3 separate regions of the Sus scrofa genome follow, and all the other regions are linked to region 2. The links are chromatin contacts, called in public Hi-C maps. All regions are on one chromosome and are shown on one strand. Each heading gives the region's core, a stretch centred on a gene start, on an enhancer-like site or on the middle of the called end of the contact. The rest is flanking DNA. Distances are from core to core; before and after follow the strand shown.

The links. A called contact is a pair of places that touch in the nucleus more often than the background predicts.
Region 1: a contact with region 2 is called in a Hi-C map of omental adipose tissue, with 1.9 times the contacts expected there. The contact joins the enhancer-like site here to the promoter of CAMK2N1 in region 2. A contact is called at or near these places in 4 of 47 Hi-C or Micro-C datasets (embryonic fibroblasts, omental adipose tissue, skeletal muscle and 1 more).
Region 3: a Hi-C map of omental adipose tissue shows a contact between it and region 2, with 2.3 times the contacts expected there. The contact joins the enhancer-like site here to the promoter of CAMK2N1 in region 2. A contact is called at or near these places in 3 of 5 promoter capture datasets (fetal liver, fetal skeletal muscle and liver), 22 of 47 Hi-C or Micro-C datasets (adipose tissue, alveolar macrophages, embryonic fibroblasts and 13 more) and 2 of 2 datasets of contacts at active chromatin or transcription factors (alveolar macrophages and skeletal muscle).

What each region holds. Positions count from the first base shown.
Region 1 is chr6:78,500,244-78,503,626 of Sscrofa11.1, forward strand. No RefSeq gene overlaps it. Among named protein-coding and RNA genes, the nearest start is that of UBXN10, 47 kb to the left of the region's middle. Within about 2 kb of position 1,313, at least 2 of the 83 cell types and tissues checked have an H3K27ac peak or open chromatin away from gene starts, as enhancers often do. A contact at or near this core is called in omental adipose tissue, where this site is marked.
Region 2 is chr6:78,732,737-78,735,928 of Sscrofa11.1, forward strand. It overlaps CAMK2N1 (calcium/calmodulin-dependent protein kinase II inhibitor 1), which reads right to left and starts at 1,496. Exons shown (of 2, transcript XM_003127675.5): 1 at 389-1,496. The coding sequence starts at 554.
Region 3 is chr6:78,481,375-78,484,955 of Sscrofa11.1, forward strand. No RefSeq gene overlaps it. Among named protein-coding and RNA genes, the nearest start is that of UBXN10, 28 kb to the left of the region's middle. Within about 2 kb of position 2,152, at least 8 of the 83 cell types and tissues checked have an H3K27ac peak or open chromatin away from gene starts, as enhancers often do. A contact at or near this core is called in omental adipose tissue, where this site is marked.

The DNA of each region.
Region 1 (3,383 bases), core at 63-2,562, 230 kb before region 2:
AGCTGATCTGACAAACACAGCTAGAGAGAGACATAAAAATGCCATACGGGAGAGAATGATGGCCTCAGCAAATACCTGTTCTCTATTATTGGAATTGCAACAGACAGAAAGCCCAGAGGTTTATTTAAAAAAGCAAAAGAACAAAAAACAAACAAAAACCCCTCACCAGGCTATGATCCATAATTATTGGAGAATATGAGCAACTACACATGGTTAAGGCATTCTGAAATATCAAATGTTGTATTGAAAGATATGATATTCCCACCTGCTAGCCCATACTGGTCTCCATCCCTGTCCTAAGATTATATCATTTGGGGGGAGGGTGGGGCTGGAGGGAAAGAGGATTTAGGGCAGTATATTTGGGCCAAGTTAGGGCGGGGGAGGGAAAGGAGAAAACCAGCATTTGGTGAAAAGCCAGTATGTGCTAGATACTCAAGCTTCAGCTCATTCTGTCTTCAAAACAACCCTACAAAGGGGTATTGGCATCATCTTTCTTTCTTTTCTTTTCTTTCTTTTTTTTTTTTTTTGTCTTTTTGTCTTTTTAGGGCCACACCTGTGGCACATGGATGTTCCCAGGCTAGGGGTCTAATTGGAGCGTAGCTGTGACCTACACCACAGCTCACAGCAATGCTGGATCCTTAACCCACTGAGGGTGGCCAGGGATTGAACCTGCATCCATGCGGATACTAGTCAGATTTGTTTCTGTTGAGCCACGGTGAGAATTCCCATCTTTATTTCTTGGGTTCGAAAACTGAGGTGCAGAAAGGCAAGTATTTTCCCAAGTTGACCCCGCTAAGTAATTGAATGGAATAGCTGGGATCTGAACTCTGGCTCCTCCTCTTTCCACCACTCTAGTGCCTGGAGATGCTCTATGGGAGGGCAGAATGCCTAGAACAGCCTCAGGTCCTGACACCTCCTTACCACCCTCACTTCCCAGGCCAGGCCAGCCACGAGCAATTCCCTCAGGGAGGCAGCTGCACACTCTGCTCTGGGCTCAAAGTCAAGTGGGGGAATCAGCAGCAAGCACCTGACAGCCAACTGCAATAATGCCCTCCGCCTGGTTCCAGGCACCTGGACCACCCTCCTCCCCAAGGGTGTCCAGGTTTCCACAGGCTGCTGAGAAGCTCAGCAACTCAAGGAGCTGGACGGCCAGGAATTTGTAACAGAAAACTCAAGCCAGCACTGGGCTGCTCCTGGGCGTGCCTGGCCATCAAACTTATCCAAGTGTGACACATTTTCCTCATGTGTCCTGGAGAAAGACCTGGGTTCTAACCCCACCTTTTACCACTTGTTAGCTGGTAAGGGATGGGAGCTGTCTGAGCCTCAGCTGTCATCTGTAAAAGGCAGTGATGACAGCTCCCTGCAAGCTTGTCACATGGCAGTGCTTCCCTCAGCAGGAAATGGGGACACTGAGATAATTCAGTGGTTACCGACAGGGCATTGAAGAACATGGATCACAAGGGGTGATGTTATTCTTTTCCTCATTCTTCTTGAGTTGTTCCAGTTATAGTCAAAAGAAATACCTGTTTGGACCTGCTATGTCTTAAAGGCCTCTTAGCACTTGCTGATCTCCCTTTTTAACCAAGATCAGGCCTCAGGTCCAAAGGATTATCCAGCTGGAACTGGACAACACAGCTTTGTTTCAATTGCCTCTATTTTCCTGATCATCCTCTATTTTTGGTAAATGATACTGGCTCTTTACAGTAGTGACAGTGTTTCTTTTGAAATACGTTTAAGTAATAATGTGAGTCAATTTTATAGAAAATTAAATGATATAATGGAATAGGTGGTACATAGAAATGGCAAAAATTGTGAAGATAAAACACAAATGATGAAATTCTGGAGAGCACTGTTAAAAAGATTACAGAAGGCATGCCAATTGCCTAGTATGCTCCTATTATATACTGGGTACTCAACAGATAGTAGCTCTCATATTATAATTTTTTATTATTAGCCTTGGAGTTTAATTGCATAGCACACTGCCAAAGTACCCAGGAGCTCCAATTTTTTTACACGGTGCTCTGGCACTAACACAGAATCCCTCTAACAAAGGAGGAAAGGAAGAAAGGGAAATAGATTCAAAGGATTTGAATTCACAGCTCAGTTCCACCATGAACCAGATGTATAACCTTGGCTAAGTCAAGTAACCTGGTCAAGTTCAACCTCTCCAGGGTAATAGCTAGGGTTTATTCCATGCACTTACGCACTTATTACAGGCCAAGGCCCCGTGATAGGGGCTTTACATCAATCCTGTTGATGGGGAAATAAAACTCAGAGATGGTCTTGAGGCACCTCAGTTCACATAGCTGGTGTGTGATCGGCATTCAAACTCAGTCTCTCTGACTCCATTCCTGCCTCCCAGTATTGATATGAGGATTAAAAGACACGTAAAGATGGAGTTCCCATCATGGCTCAGGGGTTAACGAACCCGACTATCCATGAGGACGTGGGTTCAATCCCTGACCTCACTCAGTGGGTTAAGGATCTGGCATTGCCATGAGCTGTGGCATAGGTCGAAGATGTGGCTCGGATTAGACCATTGCTGTGGCTGTGGTGTAGGTCAGCGACTCCAGCTCCGATTAGACTCCTGGCCTGGGAACTTTCATATGCCATGGGTGCAACCCTAAAAAGCAAAAAAAAAAAAAGATACAGTAAAGAGGATGTGAGGATGCGCCTTCTGCATAATAGGCATTGGGTAAATGGCTGTGCCTCAATGTATTTAGAACATTCCTGGCCAAAGCACCAAAGGAATGTTCTTTTCTCAAACTGGGTTCAAGAGATGCACAGGAGGAAAGGAGGAGGAACCAGCTGCTGCTTAGGAGGAGTTAAGTCGGTGAACATCCGGCTCTTAGCATTTGCAAGAGGACCAGAACTTGCACTCCCCTGGCGCTGTGCCTTGAAGAAAGACAGCTAATGAGGATGCACACGGGTGGGTGTGCAGCAGCACATCTGCGCCTGCCAACCACGTTTTCACATTAGATGCTCAGGGCTGACAAAGAGAGCATTGTGGGGAAGAGTTACCCGCATTCAGCCCAGAACAGGGACCAACTGGCAAAAGGCTGAGTAGTGCTGGGAGGCTGGAAGAGGCTGAGGGGCGCAGCAGAGGCCAGGAGAGAGCTGCAGTCAGAGCCCTACCTCTGCAAGGAGCAGAGATAAATGTGAACACAGTGCAATTAAGAGCGAGAGTTGAGAGTGGTGCAATGGGCTGTTGTCTACACCCGGCAAGGCATCTGCAGAAGTAGAGAATTGCTCTGATTTAAACGAAAGGAAGGTTCTGACTGCTGTCCCATTTATCAGGTGCTTGTACTGTACAACTGGTTACATCATTATTTACAAGCTTAAATGCGTCAGAGTTTTTTTTTTTTTCTTTAAATCATCATAAA
Region 2 (3,192 bases), core at 246-2,745:
CTGGGAGCCCTAGAACCAACCCCCTCCGGATTGTAGATCGAGTGCAGCTGCGACTACACTGCGCAAAAGGGGCCCGGGGTGGGGGGTGGGGGGCGGTTGGAAATCCAAAGGCAAACTTTGGCACGGGTAGGGGCCCAGGTATAACCTTTCAGCTCCCGCTGCGGCGAGATGCCGCCACGCCCCCTGGGTGACCCTACAGAAGATCGGCTGAGGGGGAGGGGTTCCCGAGGCCAGCCAGAGCTGGACCCGCAGTGCGGGATCCCCCCCAGTTCTGCGCGATGGGACTTTGGTGGGTCGGAACCCATTCCGGAGTGCGGGAGACTCCCGCAAACCTCTGCCAGGCCTCGGTGCGGAAGAAATGAGTGTTGGGAGGGGACCGCGTACTCACCCCTCTTGCTCCGGCCGATCTGGCCCAGCTTGGGCGGCCGCTTGTTCTGCCCCGCGCCGAAGAAGTTATTGGTGTCCTGCAGGCGGCAGGAGAAGATCTGGCCCACGTCGCCGCCGTCGCCGTAGGGACTCAGCTTCTCGTCGCCGTAGGGCAGCACCTCCGACATGGTCGCGTCCGGGGGCTCCGCGGCGGCACCTCCTCCGCCCGCGTCCCCGCCCGCGGCGGACAGGGTCAGCGGCGCTGGGGCCGGGGACGGCCGGCCGGGGACGGCCCGCGGGCTGCGGCGGCGGTGGCGCCGGCGAGAGGCCGGGGGACACCGCTGGGGCAGGAGCGCGCAGCCGGCCTGAGCGACCCCGCGAGCGCCCGCAGCTGCGCTGCGCTGCGCTCCGGCTCGGCGCGCGGCGAGTGGCTGCTGCTCCGGCAGAGGCGAGCAGGACTCACATCCTCGGCACGCTCGGGCGCAGGGCTGGGACCCGGCCGGGCGGGGCCGTGAGCCGGAGGAGGAGGCTATCCCAGCGAGCCCCGAGGGCGCGGGGCCGAGAGGGCGCACCCCGGGGAGCCGAGCGGGCCGGTCCTGCGGCGAGTGCGGGCGGCGGCGGCTCTGGCTCGGGAGGCTGACTGGGGAGCTGCGAGCGGCGGGGCTGCGAGGGGTGGAGGGGGAGGGGAGCGAGGGAGGAGGGAGGGCACGGGTGAGGGGGGAGGATACCCGGAGGGAGGGAGGGGGTAGAGGGAAACCGAGAGGGAGACGGGGAGAGAAGCAGAGAGAGAATGGGAGGCAGGGGAATCGACTGAAAGAGAGAGATGCGGGGGGGGGGGAGGAGAGAGGGAGGAGAAGAAAGGGCGGAGGGAAGGGCTAGATCGGGATCGGAGAACTAAAGGGGAGAGAGGAGGAAGGAAAGAAACAGGAGGGTGAGGAAGAGGGTCGGAGAAGGAAGGAGGAGAGTAAGAGGGAGGAGAAGGAGGCTGGGACCAAGAACCAGCCGGTGAGCGAGCTGCGAGCGAGAAATGCCGGCCGCGGCGCGGAGGCGAGGCCCGGGGGAGGGCAGGAGGAGGGCGGGGAGGAGGGGACCCGGGCCGCGGGGAGAGATCCCTGGAAGCCGAGCGACGTCACGGGGCCGCGCCGGCCGGCCCGGGCCGCGGCTCGCTTCCTGCCCCCGCCCCCGGCCCCGCGTCCCGCCCGCGCGGAGGGGCCCCGCGTGAGCCCCGCCCCGGCCCGGCGGCCTCTGGGCGCCTCTTGCCCTGGCGCCCCCTCCCGCAGGGTGTTTACCGGGTCCCGAGCCGGTGTGCGGCGGCTTCGTGCGGGACCTGACACTGGACCTGCCACCCTCGGGGAGCTGGGGGCAGTGGGGTTCTGGGAAGGGGAGGGGGATCCGCGGCGCACACTCGGGGAAGGACAGAGGGATGCTGGTCTCCCCGGAGGCCAGACGCTAGGGCAGAGGTCAGAGGGCACCCAGCGACCACCCGACGCGTTCTCTCCAACCAGCGCCAATGGGGGAGCCCCTTGCCCCCATCACACTTGGGCCCCACTTTAGACTCTCAGGGCTCGGCCCCTTGGGCCTTACACTCTCCCTCCCTCCTTCGGTTTGCCTTGGAAGGCCCGGCTGCTAGCCAGAGCTCCCAACTCGGGCTCCCGCGGGGCCTCGGGGTGGAGGCGAATCGAGGGGAGGGGAGGGCAGCCCCGCCTCCCGGAGGAGAAGGGAGCGCCTTATTACGCCGGGCTCGCCCGCCCGGGATGCCCTGCTCTTGGCGTCCGTCCGCTGCCTCTGCCGGGGACGTCCTGGGCCTGCTGCCCTCTGCCTTCGGGGACCTCCCTTCCAGCAACAGTCATGAGCCCTGGGGAGAGACTGCGGCTTCGGAGCCGAGGAGCGGGCTCCTAGATCCCAGGAGGGAGACTGGGACAACCCCAGAGGCCCGGGAGGCGCATCTGCGGAGCAGATGGTAACTCCGAGGGGGCAAGGTACGTGAGGAGGGCTCGTTATCCTTGCCGAGAGCCAACAGCACCTGCTCTCCCCCCGGAGACTGCTCTCACACCGCCTAAGCAGAGACAGCCTGACCACCCCCACCCTGCAAAAAGGGCGGGGCGGGGGGGGGAGCAGGAGCAGCCATCCTAAGGTCATGCTTGCTGAAGGCAGGGAAAGGAAACACGTCTTGATCCCCTGGTCTCCCCTGGCCCAACCAGCTGCCCAGCAAGGGGTCCCACCAATAGCAAAAGAGCATCTTCAGGTTCACTCTCCCCTTAAATCTAGAACTCTGGGTTGGTGGTGAGCTGGAGGGTAAGGGGTTTGTGCTTTTAGTGACAAAACATCTGATAGAGGAGCTGCCTGAGAGAAGCCAGCCCAGCTCCCTCCCCACACTGGGTAAAGGGGGTCCCAGGCCTCCAGAGAGGATGCAGGGGGCTGAGAAAGCAGGATGTAGATGGCATAGGCATGACCTTTGGATTCAGGCCTGGGTTGGACTCCCAGCCTTGTCATTTGCTAGCTGTGTGCCTTTGGGCAAGTCGCATCCCCTCTCTGAACTGCCATTATCTCAGCTGCAAAATGGGGTACGTGGCTAGCTAGCTGTCTGTATGCCTCCCAAGACTGTTATGAAAACAAAATGACATCAGGCTCCCAGGGCCCAGCTGAGCATGGACGTGCACTAAATATTTGAGAAATGACTTAACGAGAGAGAAAGAACAGCGACACTTCATTCATTCCCATTTCAGAGCCATCAGAGCTGGGAGGATCTTTAGAGATGATCCAGTCCAAACTCCTCATTTATAAATGGAGAAACTGAAGCCCAGAGCGGGTCAGGGGCTTGTTCCA
Region 3 (3,581 bases), core at 902-3,401, 250 kb before region 2:
GGAGACCCCCATACCCCACCCCCCAGCTTGACTGTCCCATATGATCTCATCAAACACACTCAGAGCCCTTTCAAGCCTCAGTTTCCTTCTCTACAAAGCAGAGGTGTTAAAACCTGCTCTGCCCACTTTCCAGAACTGTTCTGAGGAACGAGAGGGAGAGAAAAAGTCTGGAAGAACTTTAAACCAGTATCCTGTCCTGTTTGACCAAATCCTGCCAGGAGAGTCCTGAAAATGTGGAGGCTGGTCTTAATTTCTAGGTTCCCCCAATATTTGTCGGCCAAGCTCACAAGCACCAGTAGATGCTAAAGGGTGAGCTCTGAAAACCAAACGGGAAAGACTCTCCCACCCCTGTGCCAGAAAACACCTAGTGTCCTCAGAATGTGGGGTATAGCCCGGGCACACCCTCCAGACCAGGATCGAGCCCCCTCTCTCATGACCATCCGCCAGAAGGTCAAGGACAGCAGGCCCCTGAACCACTTTCTTTGGGCAGCGAGGCAGAAGCCAAGACCAGCTGTCTCCAAAACCAAGGGGAGTTGCAGGGCGGCCAGGTGGTTATCTGCCCAAAGATAGAAAGAAAACCTTTACCTCGATTCTGCCTCCAGAAGGGACTGGCCTTTCGCGCTGGTGCAGTATTTCCTGGCTGAGAGCTGACCTACATTGCTGTCCCTGCTCTCACTGGTAATTGTTTACCACGGGGTGCCTGTTCTTTGGCCACCGTCCTTCCTCTGGTTTTCAGCCTCTTAATTGGTTTCCAGTGGTTCCGCTGCACCAACTGTACAGATTCCCGCCCTGTGATCTGTCTGCTGGCTTCCTTGAGTGCATCTAGGGGAACAGGTGCCCCCAAAGGCCTCGCCATGACCCCAGAGGGGCATCCTCCCACCATAGCCATCTTTGAAGGGGGGGGCATGCGCTGACTGTTCTTGAAAAACACATGTGGCCCCCTAGACATGGAGAAGGGAGGCTGCAGGGGGGAATAAGGTGGGAAGTCAGGTGGGGTAACCTGATGGACACGTGCTCTCTTTTCTCTTTCTCAAGGTCAAAGCGTAATCAAAGCAGAAAAGAATTGCCAGGGCAGAGGGGGAGTTGGCAGGAAGGATGCCCCACTTAAGGAGAGGCAGGGAGCTCCACTCTCTTGGCTGGATGCCAAAGACTCCACGGTACAAGAATGGTCACAAATCAAACGCCCTTCAATGGTCGCAGGGAAGGACTGGCGAGGAGTCTGGATCAGAGAGGAAGAAGTGACTTAGCCTGTTTGTGGAGGCCTTGGGACCCGCTCCTCAGACTCTCCGACTCCCAAGCCAATGGTCTTTCCAGTCATTAGACAAGGGCCATTATGCCGTCGCCTCTCGAGCTATCTGCAGGTTTTATCTGCTTTATTCCCAGCTCCATCCGAGTGCCTTGGAAAGCGCCTGGCACACAGGAAGAAATCAATAGATATCTCTGGAATAGATGAATGCCCTATTTAGCTCCCCTTTTCTCTTAAAGCATAATGGATTCGGGGTATATTCAGGCTGTCTTAGGGCTCTGACCTGTAAGTGCATTATGGGGGGCGGGGCGTGTCTTCACATGCCAATTACGGTAGAGGTTCAATCACTGGGGAGGGAGGCGGGTATGATGATCTGGGTGGCTGTGTGTCCCCACATGGATTATGTCACTGAAGGGGCTGGAGGGGAAGGAGGGCATATGAAACTGTGACCTGTTCAGAGGTCTTTTAGTGACAGGAACTTGGTGAGTTAGGGAGACGAGCCAGCCAATGTGGGACAAGGAGGGGTTCAAGATCAAAGCCAGGAGAGGAGAGAAAGGGGCTCCAGCCTGAAAGAGAGAGGTCAGTTCAGGAGCGCAGAGTGACGAGCTGAGGGACCTGCCAGAAGCAAGAGCATAAGACCTGTCCAAGATTTTCTCCTGACAGATGATTACAGAGGCTTGGTGGCTTTCAAGACCTGATACCACTGCCATCCGTGCGGTGTTGGGTCTGTGGTTAGAAATTCGCCCGATTATAATGGTGTCCCTGTGGGAATTCCGACTACATCATGAAGACACTCTCAGAGCCCCTTTCCCAGGGATGTATTGGGCTGAAAAGCAGGACCGTCTATGCTCCTACCTCTCCACAGACACTGCCAGAAAGCCCACATTTCAGCACACACTTTGGAGGAGAATGATGTTTGGAGAGTAGGACAGTGAGGGTGGGGAGGTGACAGATGCAGGACCTCACCAGGGACGGTGCTCTTGGCTTGGGGGCTGCAGCACAGGCCTTCGATGCACAGCCTCAGCAGGCTGTTCAGTCATCCAGAGATCTTAGGACCTTCTTGCCGGGGGAAAACCAGGCTGTGCGATGCTGTGCTGTGACTCAGCCAGGCCTCTGAAGGTTTCATTAAATCTTGGCCAGTTCAGGACATTCCAGTCCGCCAAAGTCCCTGAGTCAGATTCCCTGGGTTAGGAAGAACAAACAGCATGAAAAGCTCCCTCCTGCTCTAATCAGCTTTGAAGAAATTCAATGAAAGGCATGAGCTCGAAGGTTAAGAGCACAGCCTTCTTCTCACAGGGACAGCCTCAGACTCTGCCAGCGACCTGGAGTTTAAGGCAAATGGGATCGTCCCTCCTGCTGAAGTGATGCTCCCGGGGTCAAGGGAAGGCCCAGATGCTGAAAGAAGAGAATGCAACCAAGAAATTCTTTGGCCGTTTTAAGGTATCCATGAGACACTCAACTGAGATTTATCCCAAAGCCTAGCCATATGTTTCAAGTCAACATTTAGGATTTTATTTCGAGGGAATGCAGTTAGGCGATGGCTTTCACCTTTCTCTCCAGCCCTCAAAATGACACTGAATAATGCAGCGTGCATTTTCCACTCCATCATGTACTCAGTGTGGATGCCTTTTAACTGTAAACCGGCTGAGAAGCCCACGCGCTCCGCAATTCCTCCTAGCAGTCTCTGGAATGCCGGAAACAGGGGGTGCTGCACCCTCTCCCACTCCCATCCCTCTGTTGGGATCTGGGGACCTGGAAAGACCAAGAAGCACCTGGGGAACACAACAGTGCAAGATTTCCCTTAGCTCTAAAAAAATGTGGGTGGAAAATGGGCTGGAACATGGTGGGGCTGGCAGCCCACACATGCTCTCTTCTCTCCCCCCTGGAAATCTGTGACATCTCCGCTCTGAAACCCAGTGCAGTGTACAAGTGCTGATCCTGTGCTGAGTTTCTGGCAGCTTTGGGGGGAGTAAGCGGTGGGGAGAAAGCCAGACAACTGAGTTTGCTCCAGCCTTGCACTGGTCACCGGAGTTCCAGCCAAGGCATTTTACAGGACAGTAAATAACCGAGCCTTTCTTCAGACATTGGCCCCTGCATGTGTCCTCTTCCACCGCAGAAATGCTCAACCGAAACTAGGAGCTCCTTCCTCTGGTTTCATTACTGCAGTTATGGTGCAAAGAACGCTGAACCAAGGCTCCAGCGGTGAGGTTCTGTAGTGTCAGTGCTGCCACTAGCTGGCTGAGTGACGTTCGGGAAATCCATTTCCATCTCTGGTTCTCAAGCCCTTTGGTATCAAATGAGGGCACGGATTCTTTGGTTTACCTCGGTGATGCGC